Regions from separate parts of the Mus musculus genome. Here region 2 is linked to region 1. A link is a contact called in public HiChIP or PLAC-seq data. All regions are on one chromosome and are shown on one strand. Each heading gives the region's core, a stretch centred on a gene start, on an enhancer-like site or on the middle of the called end of the contact. The rest is flanking DNA. Distances are from core to core; before and after follow the strand shown. Region 1 has its middle 88 kb from the start of Gm40303. Region 2 has its middle 5.2 kb from the start of Gm40304.

Region 1 (6,206 bases), core at 1,498-3,997:
GTGGGCCTCCCATTAGAACTTTTGGAGTCCTCAGAGCACCGTCCCCACACACCCCAAGATGGAAAGTTTCCATTCAAAAGAAAATGCCACACAACAGAAGGAAAGACCCAGACCCTAGTCTGTCAAGGCTAACTCTAAACTCTGAGAAGAGAATTTAACTGTTTCACTTTAAGCCACCATTAATTAGGGTTTGTGTGACAGTGCAGCTGCCTCTGGTCCTGACTGAGAGATCACCTGGCCAGAAGGTGAACTAAAGGGCCCATTGGTTTTATCTTTAGAACATCAGAGAGCAGTGCTGATCCTCGAGGAGACTGTCAGTCGAATTTTAAGAATAAGAGCAGGCTGGGGATATAGACTGCTTGGGTAAAGTACCTGCTGACAGGGAGAGTAAGAAGTAAGGAGGGTATGGTGACACAGCAGTTGTAATCCCTGCACAGGAGGAGGTGGAGACAGGATCATCAGACCGCAAGGTCACTCAGCCACTTAGCAAGTTGGAGACCAGCCCAGAATACCTGAGATCTGTCTCTAAAAGAACAAAGCATCCCCATGCCAAGCCAAAACAACCGCCCTCACACAAATCACACAAACAGATACCCCAAACAATCAAAGGAGAAGGTCTTAAAAGGAAACACCAGTGGAGGTCGCTTCTCCGACAACTGAAGAAAAGGAGTAGTCTGTAGGCTGGAAAACTACTTAAAGAGCAAGGGCTAAGCATAGTAAAGAGAGGCCAGATCCTGACAGGGAGCAGTAGAGCAGGGCAGGCCTGGCAGCAGGACCTGGGGCCCCACTTGGCTTTGGTGTCTACACAGGTTGAGCAAACTTGACTTCTTTTTTACTTTTCTGTTTCTCTAGGACTGATTGGTTACTTTGTTCTCTATCTCTGTGTCTCCATCTCCGTCTCCCTCCCCCCCCTCCCCCCCCCCCCCCCCCCGTGTGTGTGTGTGTGTGTGTGTGTGTGTGTGTGTGTGTGTGTGTGTGTGTGTGAGAGAGAGAGAGAGAGTTTAAGTGCCATTATACTTCTACTTACATGGGTTCTAAGGACCAGAGTTTAAGCAATAGTCTGATGTCTGCTAGAGAAGCCCAAAATGGGCTGAGTGGTGGAAATGGCTCACAACAGCGTAGCAAGCTGGACACAGCCAATAGTGGTCCAAAAGCGTGAAGGGATATTTTCAGAAATAAACCATTATAAATTTTTTTGTTTCTTTGTTTTTTGTTTGTTCGTTTTTTTTTTTTTGTTGTTTTTTTGGGGGGGTTTGGTTGGGTTTTTTTTTGTTTGTTTGTTTTGTTTTTTTGTTTTTTGTTTTTTGATTTTTGGCTTTTGGTTTTTCTGTATAGCCCTGGCTGTCCTGGAATTCACTTTGTAGACCAGGCTGGCCTTGAACTCAGAAATCCACCTGCCTCTGCCTCCCGAGTGCTAGAATTAAAGGCATGCGCCACCACGCCCGGCTTCCATTATAAGTTTTAAGTTGCTTGCCGTTCGAGTAGTTCTGGGTAGTACATTTAGAATCTCACAGCATCTGAACCACCTCTCGGGCATGAATTGGCCTGGAGGCAGGGTCTGCCCCTCCTGTTAGCTGACTCCATTTTCAGATTGATAGGCGCATTGTCATAGTGCCAAGGTCCCCGCAACTCTCACTTTCCTTGACCTCATCCTCAGAGAACAAGAGCGGATTGTAGTGGGTTGGGCTGTGCCAAGGAGAAGCCACGCAGGGCTTCTTCTAAGTAGAGAGACGGTAGACATTTTGAGAGAGAGCCCACACTCACAAAATGTTTATTAGGTTATATTATTATAATTGTCTTACTTATTATGAGTTGATTTGTTAATTCTTTCTGGGCATAACAATACTTTATTATTATTAATTTTAGAGTCAGGATTTCCGGTACCTCAGGTGGCCTCAAACTCACTGTGCAGCAGAAGATGACCTTGAACTTCTGACCCTCCCACCTCTAGCTCCTGAGCGATTACAAGCATATGTTGGTACACTGGGTCTTAGGCCATGCTGGAGATGAGCCCAGGGCTAGGTGGAGTTTACCAACTGAGCTAGCCCCAGCTATCTCAGCCTACTTTATAAGCCAAAGCTTATTCATGCTAGGCAAGAGCACTGTCTGGAAGCAGGTGTACCTTAGGGCCCAGATGATCTGCAAGTGTGCACCGCTCCCCCCCCCCCTTCCCCCCATAATGTTCAAGGTTCAAGGAACTTTTTGCTCTCAGGCAAGGGGTGCCACGGCACCAAGTGGCCAGAGCTGATAGGCTCTGGAGCATCAGTCCCTGCCTTCCTGAGGCCACAGAGGCACCCTGTGTGCCAAACTCCACTCTTGATGGGAGCTGCCGGTTGGGGACAAAAAGACAGATTAAATGAAGACCCAAGGAATATGAACCAAAAGAAGGAAGACAAGTTTAATAGATTCCACTCCTCCCCCCCCCCATCTCCGGCACCCCACTAATATTGATCAAGTCAGCAAGTGCAATATCCTGTCTCTGCTCTTTGCTTTTACTCTCAGGAGATAGAGTCTCACTAAGTTGTTAAGACCATCCTCGACCTCCAAATCCTCCTGTCTAGGCTGGGCTTACAGGCCTGCTCCACAGCCACCAGCCTGGCTGACCTGGGTGATTTTAATGGGAATGATCTCAATGAAAAAGTTTACCCCCATGGTGAGTGCAGACAGAGGCTTTGGAACAGGCTGGGCGGCTCGGGAATGAGGAGCAGCTGCCAGCATCTCCCAGGAGGGGGCAGCAACGCCACATGCAAACAGGACCATGACTTCTCTAGGAGGGAGGGTCCCAGAAGAGGAGGGTGGAGCTGGGGAAGTCCTGTCTGTGGCCTCAGCACCTCTCACTCGACCTGCTAGCATCCTTTCTCACCGGCCAGAGTGTATCCCTCCGGAGGACTGCAGGAATTCAGTTTATTACTGTCCCTATGGTCCCCAAAGCTCCAGGGAAGTTGGCTGGGTTGATAGAGGCACAAAGGATCCATGGGAGTCTTTTGCTTGGTTAATCTGGCCTCTTCTGAGCAGTTAAATGCTGAGCAGGTGGTTAAACCTTGGTTGTTTGAGAACCTCCCCCGCCCCCCCCCCCCAACAAAGGGTCCTTCTCCTCTGGAAGCCACCATGCAGTGGGTTATTTGATTTCAGGATGGGCGTGAACTGAGTTCCGAGGAGAAGGAGGAGGAGAAGGAGGAGGAGGAGGAGGAGGAGGAGGAGGAGGAGGAAGAGGAGGAGGAGGAGGAGGAGAAGGAGAAGAAGAAGAAGAAGAAGAAGAAGAAGAAGAAGAAGAAGAAGAAGAAGAAGAAGAAGAAGAAGAAGAAGAAGAAGAAAAGAGCCACACCTATGTTAAAGAGTCCACTGGGCTGATGAACTGATTAAAATGTAACGATTACGAAGAGTTGGAATGCTGTCGATCCAGGCTCCTCTTTGGTTATCTTTGGTCTGCTTAATAGCCTCTTATCATTCCTATCTTTAGTAACATCCTTCCTGTGATCAGGTAAATCCTGCTGGAATACAGGAACCAGAGCTTAACCTTCACCCACCTCCAAACCAAGAATGCTACCAGACAGTGCCTGAGTCCCTAATCCTGTCCTTAGCTATAAAGTTCTCCAAACTGTCTCCACCTTGGGATGCATTATTCTGGGACAAGGGGAACCTGTGTTCCCAGTCCATGGTCACTCGTATTTGAATCATATAAGAATCAATTATCTTCTTCCCTTTGGAGTGGGAGGAACATTTCGTATAGACAGCTGACTCCATTTTCAGATTGATAGGCGCATTGTCATAGTGCCAAGGTCCTCGCAACTCTCACTTTCCTTGACCTCATCCTCAGAGAACAAGAGCGGATTGTAGTGGGTTGGGCTGTGCCAAGGAGAAGCCACGCAGGGCTTCTTCTAAGTAGAGAGACGGTAGACATTTTGAGAGAGAGCCCACACTCACAAAATGTTTATTAGGTTATATTATTATAATTGTCTTACTTTATTATGAGTTGATTTGTTAATTCTTTCTGGGCATAAACAATACTTTATTATTATTATTATTAATTTTAGTGTAAGGTGTGTGTGTGTGTGTGCCTGTGGTGTTTGTATGGTGTGTGTATGTGTGTGTATGTGTATGGTGTTTGTGTGAGGTGTGTGTGAGGTGTGTGTGTGTGTGTGTGTGTGTGTGTGTGTGTGTGTTGGGTAGGGTAATTTGGCTACAGAGGAAGATGGAATAGAGCACTGAGCTCTAGATGAGCATGAAGCAGTCCTGTGAGGGGATCTTGAACATGTGCTTAGTTGAAGGAAGAACGAGGAGTCTGTTGGTCCACCCCGTGAGCATTTCCTTAGGGCCTACTGGGCACGTTTCTTCCTCCCTGTGAGAGGCCAAAGTCCCTTAGAAGGAGACACTCCATCATTCTGAAGTGGAAAGACTGGGTCGGAGAATGTGTAGGCCGCAGAGGGAGAGGATGAGTGGTGAGGACAGGTCTCACTGGTGTGAGATGAGAAAGGCCTTCCTGAGATGGGAGAGCTAGTGGGGGCATGGCTGCTATTTCTGTGTTGCACGGGTTACAAATCTCTTCTTGGCCTGGAAGCCTTCAAGTCGGGGAGATGTCTCATGAGCCAGCCGTCCTCTCTTGGTGACTCAGCCTCCACTGGGCTCTAAAACTCTTCTGTGTATGTGCACTGGCTTTGCCGGCTGAAAAATCTACCTCTTAAATTGGTTCAAAGGTTGCCTTGTCTTACAACAGCAAGCCTGTGGTGGGCCTAGGATCTATTTTCGGGGAGAAGCCACACGCCAGTGGATTACTTCCAGGCTGACCCCTTCGGCTCCAGGTCTGTGCTGACAGCTTCCTGGGTTCCCCTGGAGCCGTTTGTGAAAGACTTCTAGATACCCATCTGCCTTTAGGGAAGAATGACTGGAGAGCCACGGGGTGGGGGTGGGGGCAAGGGAGAGGCCAACCCATCCCCTGTGCACAGGCTCTCAAATTGGTTGCAGGGAGAATTCCAAGGGAGAGCCTTGGACAATGTTCACCCCTGCCTGCATTTCTAAGGAGGATCATGTGGGGGCTGGCAAGTTGACTCATCCCTGATAGCCCATAGCAAGCCTGAAAATCTGAGTTTGATCCTCAGGACCCACAGAAATTGGAGGGAGAGAACTGACTCTTGCAAGCTGTCCTCCGACCTCCATACCCACCTAATCACAACACACGCACACACAATAGAGAAATCTGAAATTCGGGTTAATCAGAGAGCACCCCCCACAACCCCCAGGGGATGGGAGATGGGATTTTTTTCCAATTCTTCCTCCTCTTTTCACCTGTGTTCTTTGCAAACTGCAGGAGGGCAAAGCCATTGGGAGAGGACACAGAGGTCAGGGGCAGGAAGGGACAGTCACCAAGGAAGTCACAAAGTTTGCCATGTCTGTGTACCTGGAAATCTCAAAGAAAAAGAAAAGGGTAGAGCCGGGTTGCAACTGGCTTAGGAATCTGTATTTTTCTCACTTCTGGAATCTGATGAGGACTGGAAGATGAGTACTGGAAGATGAGGACTGGAAGATGAGGACTGGAAGATGAGGACTGGAAGATGAGGACTGGAAGATGAGGACTGGAAGATGAGGACTGGAAGATGAGGACCGGAAGAGAAAAACCTGTCGTGCTTTCGAAACTGGATTCCTCTTCCTCCACTTGTAGCTAAGAGCTAACTCTCAGCTTTCCTTTGTCTCTTGCTGCTCTGGTGGGCCCCAGCTCTTAGTCCTGTTTGCTCATTTCCCAAAATGTCAGCAGCCTTGTTCCTTTAAAATGGCAGGGCTTGAAGACGGGGTGTCTTCCTGCTGCACCACACAAGGCTCTAGCCTACAGCCTCACGTCCCTCTCTGCACCTTCAGGGGAAACCCCATCCATTCCTCTGTCACAGGTGACCTCCTGTCTCACCACCACCAGCCCTGCCTCATGTGTCCCCGCCTCTCCCCCACCCCCACCCCTGCCCCTGCTCTGTCACCTGCCCTTGCCTGGGGTCACAGCAGTAGCAGCTTGTGTTCGGAAGCCTTTCCAAAACCTACCAAGTTGAGTGTGGACATCTCCCTGAAATGATGTCCTGTTCCATTTGGGGTCCCTCAAGTCCTGCCTTGTATTAAGAGATAGATAAATATAATCTTCTCTCTCTGAGGGGAACACTCACTCACCTGTATGTATGTAAAGACTCTGTGGGGCCCTGGGCTAAATTAAACGGAGCACGATTATT
Region 2 (5,811 bases), core at 2,021-4,520, 190 kb after region 1:
TTTGAAAAGTGTTTCTCCTTAAAATACTACTACCTTCTCATACCTTTGCGTTTCCATGGGACTTCTTTCTTGTCTCTTCACCTTCTCCAGGGAGCCTCCCTGGTTTCTCTACCCCTCCTTTGGGAAAACCCACCACCACTCTTGTCTGTGTCAATGTTTGGTTGGTTGGTTGGTTTTTGGTTTTTCGAGACAGGGTCTCTCTGTGTAGCCCTGACTGTCCTGGAACTCACTTTGTAGACCAGGCTGTCCTCGAACTCAGAAATCCGCCTGCCTCTGCCTCCCGAGTGCTGGGATTAAAGACGTGCGCCACCATGCCCAGCATTGTCTGTGTCAACGTATACACACCTGCTCACTATGACTTTTTTTTTTTTTTAGGAAAACATCATATTTTATCTGTTTTTTGATGCACATGTCTTCTTCCTTTAATGATTCAAGGTGGTATCTTAGACAGAATGGTAAGAGGAAGCAAGGGAGGAGTTCTATGGGGGGAGACATTGTCACACTCACCCTAAACACACAGTACTTGGAAAGTGAAGAAAATGTTAGGTGGCATTGTACCCTGGGGAAAACAGTAAAAAGGGAGACTGTTTTAAAGGCAGAAGTACACAGAAATTGGCAATGAGAAAATAAACCACGAAGGAATAAGACAGGAGAAATAGATTCCTTGGTAGGAAATGTGCTGAGATAAACAGAGAATCAAACAGGGGTTTTAGTTGTTCTTTTTGTATGGTTTAGTTTTGTGTTTTAAGGCAGAGGGAATGAAAGGCAGAAGAAATGGCCAGAGAAGCATTTTTATAATCCCCTTAAGTCAATATGCTATGCCAACCAGAAGTACTAATTTGGACTTTGGGAAGTGGAGAATGGGGAAGCTCAACCCATGGCCAAAGGTAAGAGAACTGAGAAAAATGAATAGCGGGTAAAGAGGAAGAAGTGAGGGAAGTGGCCGGATCCTTTTTTGGTTATTGAAATGATTCCAAACGCAATCAGTTTTCAACAACTTTGCAGAATCAAAGGGGATGGAGGAAACCGCAGCGAAGGGAACTTGGAGTGCAAATGATATTTGTGTCACTAGCTACAATGGAATATTTGACTCTGTTCTCCAGCTCCTTCCACTTTCTGCCTTACCCTGATGGCAGCACAGACCCAAACAGCACCTGAAGACACGTGAGGCACCAGGCACTGGGTGCAAATCCACAGGCAAAGCTGGAAGCACTGCCCCGGGCTGGGGGTGGGGGCCGGGGCCGGGGGGCGTGTCTGGTACAGAGGAGGCTCCAAGCTCCAGCCCCAGCACTGTTTAAAAAAGAAAAGGGGAAAGTACAGAGTGGACCGTTTTAGCCAGAATTTGTAAACGTGTCATCGTGTAAGAACTTCTCAACCTGAACTTGCATGCGACCAATCTAGCAATGTCTGTGACCACCCTCAGCTTTTTCCACCCCATAATCCTTCCTCTTTTTCAAAACCGTCACAGACACATTCGCTCTTCTTTTACCTAGATTAACACGGCGTGTTGAGGTGTGTGCAGCTTCTTTCCCTTGGCCTTTAGACCTTCCTTCTCAGCCAGTTCTCTTGGCTCCTTCTGAGTTTTCATTGAAAATTTCTTTCTAGATCCTTCTCTTGAATTGGCATTCAGTGGGAGTCCATTCTGCACTCATTTCTTCTTCTTCTTCTTCTTTTTTTTTTTTTTTTTTTTTTTTTGGTTTGTTGAGTTTGTTGAGATAGGGTTTCTCTGTGTAGCCCTGGCTGTCCTGGAACTCACTTTGTAGACCAGGCTGGCCTCGAACTCAGATATCCGCCTGCCTCTGCCTCCCGAGTGCTGGGATTAAAGGCGTGCACCACCACGCCCCGCCTGCATTTACTTCTTGAAAAGTCACTATTTCCTCTCTCTCTCTCTCTCTCTCTCTCTCTCTCTCTCTCTCTCTCTCTCTCTCTCTCTCTCTCTCTCTCTCCCTCCCTCTCTCCCTCCCTCCCTCCCTTGTGTCATAATGATTATTCAAGGGCAGCTGACCTGCCAGGCTCTTCCTGCCACAAAATCCTCTCGACTACTTAGCATTTCAACATCTGCACAGACCTGGGCATCATAAACTTCACTTGTTCAAATGCTCTCACTGCCTTCTCCTCAAAACGTGTTTCCCAAAATCCTATAGGGCATCTTTAATTTCTCCTTCAAACACACATCAAGTTCTCTTTTCCCAGCTTCTCCTTGTTAGGAATTTCTTGTTCTTGACCTGTCTAGTATTTTTTTTTTTAGAATTATTTATTTATTTTATGTATTATTTTATTTTAATAGAAGTATACTGTAGCTGTCTTCGGACACACCAAAAGAGGGCATCAGATCCCATTAGAGATGGTTTAGAGTCACCAGGTGATTGCTGGGAATTGAACTCAGGACTTCTGGAAGCACAATCAGTGGTTTTACCCACTGAGCCATCTCTCCAGCCCTGCCCTGTCTACTTTTTTTTGATTCCAGTGAAGTGCTATTTATCTTCAGAATTCCCAAGAGAAATTGTTCTGACTTTGTTTCCTCAGATTATGTCAGGTTCCCCGATTTTGTGCTTTTTTTAAAAAAAAAAATCTGTGCTTCACTTTTGTGACATGTATATGTGTGTGTGTGTATTATTTATATAACATATATGTTGATGACAAGCAAAGCTGACGCGACAAACATGTGACATCCAGACCATAGTTGCTCATCTAATAGCCTTGCTAGGGCTTCACTTCTCTGCTAAACCTTCCTCCACAGACACAGGGCCCAGGCTCTTCCCAGACCATTACCCCACTGCAACACAGGCTGAGAAATGTAGTCCAGCTTTCTACCTGAGCCAAGAAACAAGCAGATGTTGCAGGGAAGCAATTTCTGCCTGGCAGAATCAGGGATGGCTGCATTTTCTATTTATTTGTAACACTGTATCCTTAATGTCCCGCCTAAACTCTGCGGACATCTGTGGTTTTAGTCACAGTCTGGTCTCAGTAAGGTTCAATGCATCGGTGTTTAGTTCATCAATGATACAGTTGTGCTGTGCTTGAGAGTGGGGACAGAAGGCAGAGTGGTCTTCCTACTTCTCAAATGCAGCTTTCTCAAATGCCAGTGTTCCTGGCTTTGGGGTAGCCTGTCCTGAGGCCATCAAGAGATGCATGCATAGATGCATGACATTCAGGAGAGTGAGCAGAGGGCACTGAGTTCAAGGTCAGGTATCCCCGGAGGCATCTGCTGAGGAAACTGATGGATTGTGATTCTCAGGTCAGATTCTACCAAGGAATTTCAAGGGCATTTCTTAGATTCCTCAGATTCCTTCTGTAATCTGAGTCTCTCAGTCAGCTCTTGCAGAAGTCCTGTGGCCTTAAGCTTGATGCTTTCTGATAACATAGATAGCAATTATCTCTACTTTCAGAAGCTCCAGGGAGAGCTGAAAATGGGGTATGCTTTCTTCCCAGGCTTCAGTAGGATTCAATGGAGCTTTAGATCAACCTAGTGAGTCTGTCTGTCCGTCTGTCTGTCTGTCTCAGTAGCCTGACTAACAAACTCCTAGGATCTGCCTTGTGGGGTCTGTCAGAATAATCCCTATGTTCTTTCAAATGCCTTTAATGCAAAGAATTTAACATACATTGTATAGAAGTATCAGTACTCTAACATTACCTAGCTGTTGGGTCTTAAATAGCTAACTGAGGTGCATAATAACATATGGAAACAGATCCAATCTGCCAGTCTCCTTCAGTATCACCAGACCTATTGCAGAGATAAGCCAGCTGGTGTACCCTGACCCCTACCCTAAACTCTCCGCCCCAGGGACTAGACAGGTTTTCCCTTACCCAGCCTCCTTGATTTCTATGTAAGTCAGCCATTTTGGCTATGCTGGTTTCTTGGCCTCTTTGCCTCTGGATCTGAGTCTCATCTCTCATCCCTCCTTCTCCTCTTTCTCTCTCCTCCGTCCTCCCCCAGCCCTGAACTCCTCCATGGCCCAGTTCACTCTGGACTCTTCCCCACACCTCTGCTTACACTCCCCCTTAAAGCTATAATAAAGACCTCCACCCCCTAGGAACAGTCATGCCTTCCTTTTAGTTCTTCTTTTCATTCACTGAGCAAGAACAAAAAACTTTGAGTGCGTCCTATTCTTGGAGGTAGAGGAATGAACTTCCTGAAGCACGCACGGCATTATGGGGGACCTATGATTTCAAGAGAGGAGTAATAGCTGCTTGCAAAAGTCAAAGTGAAAATGTCTTCCAACCCCATAATAATAAAAACAAACCTCAGAAATGATAAGCTTCTAAACCACCACATCATATTCCAAGAACTTTGGGGGATCTGAATGTGCTAGCACACATACAGAGAGGGATAGGGACAGAAAAACACGTTAGGATCCGGCTTGAACTTCTTTCTTCTCTTATTGTCTGTTCAGTGAGCAAACAGGTCTTGCTCCCTTGCTCCTTTATCCCCCACCCCCCACCCCCATGAATACCATCCTTTCCTGGGGAAGGTTAGGGACCAAAATCATCAGTATTGGAAATTGTTCTGTTTTGCTTCATTTCTGGGCCCTGAGTCATTCTCCCCAACACCAGGACGCCCTCAGGGAAGAGTCAGAGGAAATGATGTCACTCTCTTCGGTCTCTTTTTTGAGCCTTGGGCTTTTTCTTTGGGCCAAAACTTTAACAAATCTGTTTTCTAATTAGCCAGCAATGAGTACAGGGAAATAAAGCATGCGCCCTGTGCTTTTCTTCTCTGTCCAGGCTGCAGAGGTGACTACTCCACAGGAACTCACACATGAGTCTCAACGTCTTATCAAACAGCTAGAAGCCTCTTGTTTGCTACTATTGAGTTGTTTGTTTTTGAAGACAGGCTTTCTTTCATTATAGACTAGCCTCAATTCACCAAGTAGCCAAGGGTGACCTTGAACTCCTGATCCTCCTGCCTCTACATCTCTATAGTGCTGACATTATAGGTGTGTATCTTCCACCATGTCTGGCTTACAAGTCTTTCTTATAATTTTCTTTCTTGGGAGTTAAGAAACCGAAACACCAGAGTGTCTTATCCAGTCTATTTGAGCTGAAAAAAAGGAGCCAGCAGCCAGGTAGGGGGGTGGGACCAGGCAGAGGATGGGACCATGAAGGGATTAGGGCCATGCAAAGAATGTGACCATGAATGTAAGGAACGGGTGGGGCCATGGAGGTAAGTGGATTTAAGTCTTCTGTTTCATCCATTAAATAAAACTCTTCCTATGCAAATAAGTAAAGCAAATCCCTACGTTTGGGAATTGTGCCTGTGGCCGATTTCCCATATTTGCTTGATGACAGTCCTTAGACATTTTAAACATGACCATTTCAGCTCTGCATCAGGTTTTGCTTCCCACCCACCACCCACCCCCATGATATTCAGCTTCTAGAAGTTCATCAGTCCTTGGAAAATTAACTGTGGCCTTGTGGATGAAGGTTGGAAGTAGGGCACTTTGGAAGACCCTTTCCTGGGAGCACCCTGGCCCAGGCAGCTGGTGTGAAGATCCCATACCTCAGTCATGGCGGGGGACAGATGGCATGTGGCTTCCTGCTAGAAAGTCACGGCCTGTCTTGCTCCCTCCTCAACTAGACCTCAGGGAAGTTTCCTTCAGGACAATGACTCTGTCTTAAGCTACATTAATGTAACTGATGCTTACTCTTAGGAGGGACCCAGAGCTTCAGTAGGGAAAGGCATACTTGCCATAGGATAGTCTAAGCATTGCATGGGAAGAGGACCATATTGAATGCTGCCGCTCCGAGGCCTACACAAAGCCTGGGATGGCTATTAAAATCTCCAACCATTTCATACTCTACTTTAGACAACTG

Evidence for each region. HiChIP or PLAC-seq counts read pairs in DNA pulled down with a chosen protein or histone mark.
Region 2: an H3K27ac HiChIP or PLAC-seq map of embryonic stem cells shows a contact between it and region 1, with 44 read pairs. The contact joins two enhancer-like sites. A contact is called at or near these places in 17 of 39 promoter capture datasets (the 3T3-L1 cell line, 3T3-L1-derived adipocytes, the C10 cell line and 12 more), 1 of 15 datasets of contacts at CTCF or cohesin (embryonic stem cells), 22 of 484 Hi-C or Micro-C datasets (the BV-2 cell line, Th1 cells, Th2 cells and 8 more), 20 of 115 datasets of contacts at active chromatin or transcription factors (CD8 T cells, the HPC-7 cell line, Th2 cells and 6 more) and 5 of 9 other capture datasets (adipose tissue, embryonic stem cells, liver and 2 more).

What each region holds. Positions count from the first base shown.
Region 1 is chr5:53,352,509-53,358,714 of GRCm38.p6, forward strand. No RefSeq gene overlaps it. Among named protein-coding and RNA genes, the nearest start is that of Gm40303, 88 kb to the left of the region's middle. Within about 2 kb of position 2,748, at least 46 of the 459 cell types and tissues checked have an H3K27ac peak or open chromatin away from gene starts, as enhancers often do. A contact at or near this core is called in CD8 T cells, Th2 cells, adipose tissue and 5 more, where this site is marked.
Region 2 is chr5:53,539,046-53,544,856 of GRCm38.p6, forward strand. No RefSeq gene overlaps it. Among named protein-coding and RNA genes, the nearest start is that of Gm40304, 5.2 kb to the right of the region's middle. Within about 2 kb of position 3,271, at least 85 of the 459 cell types and tissues checked have an H3K27ac peak or open chromatin away from gene starts, as enhancers often do. A contact at or near this core is called in CD8 T cells, Th2 cells, adipose tissue and 5 more, where this site is marked.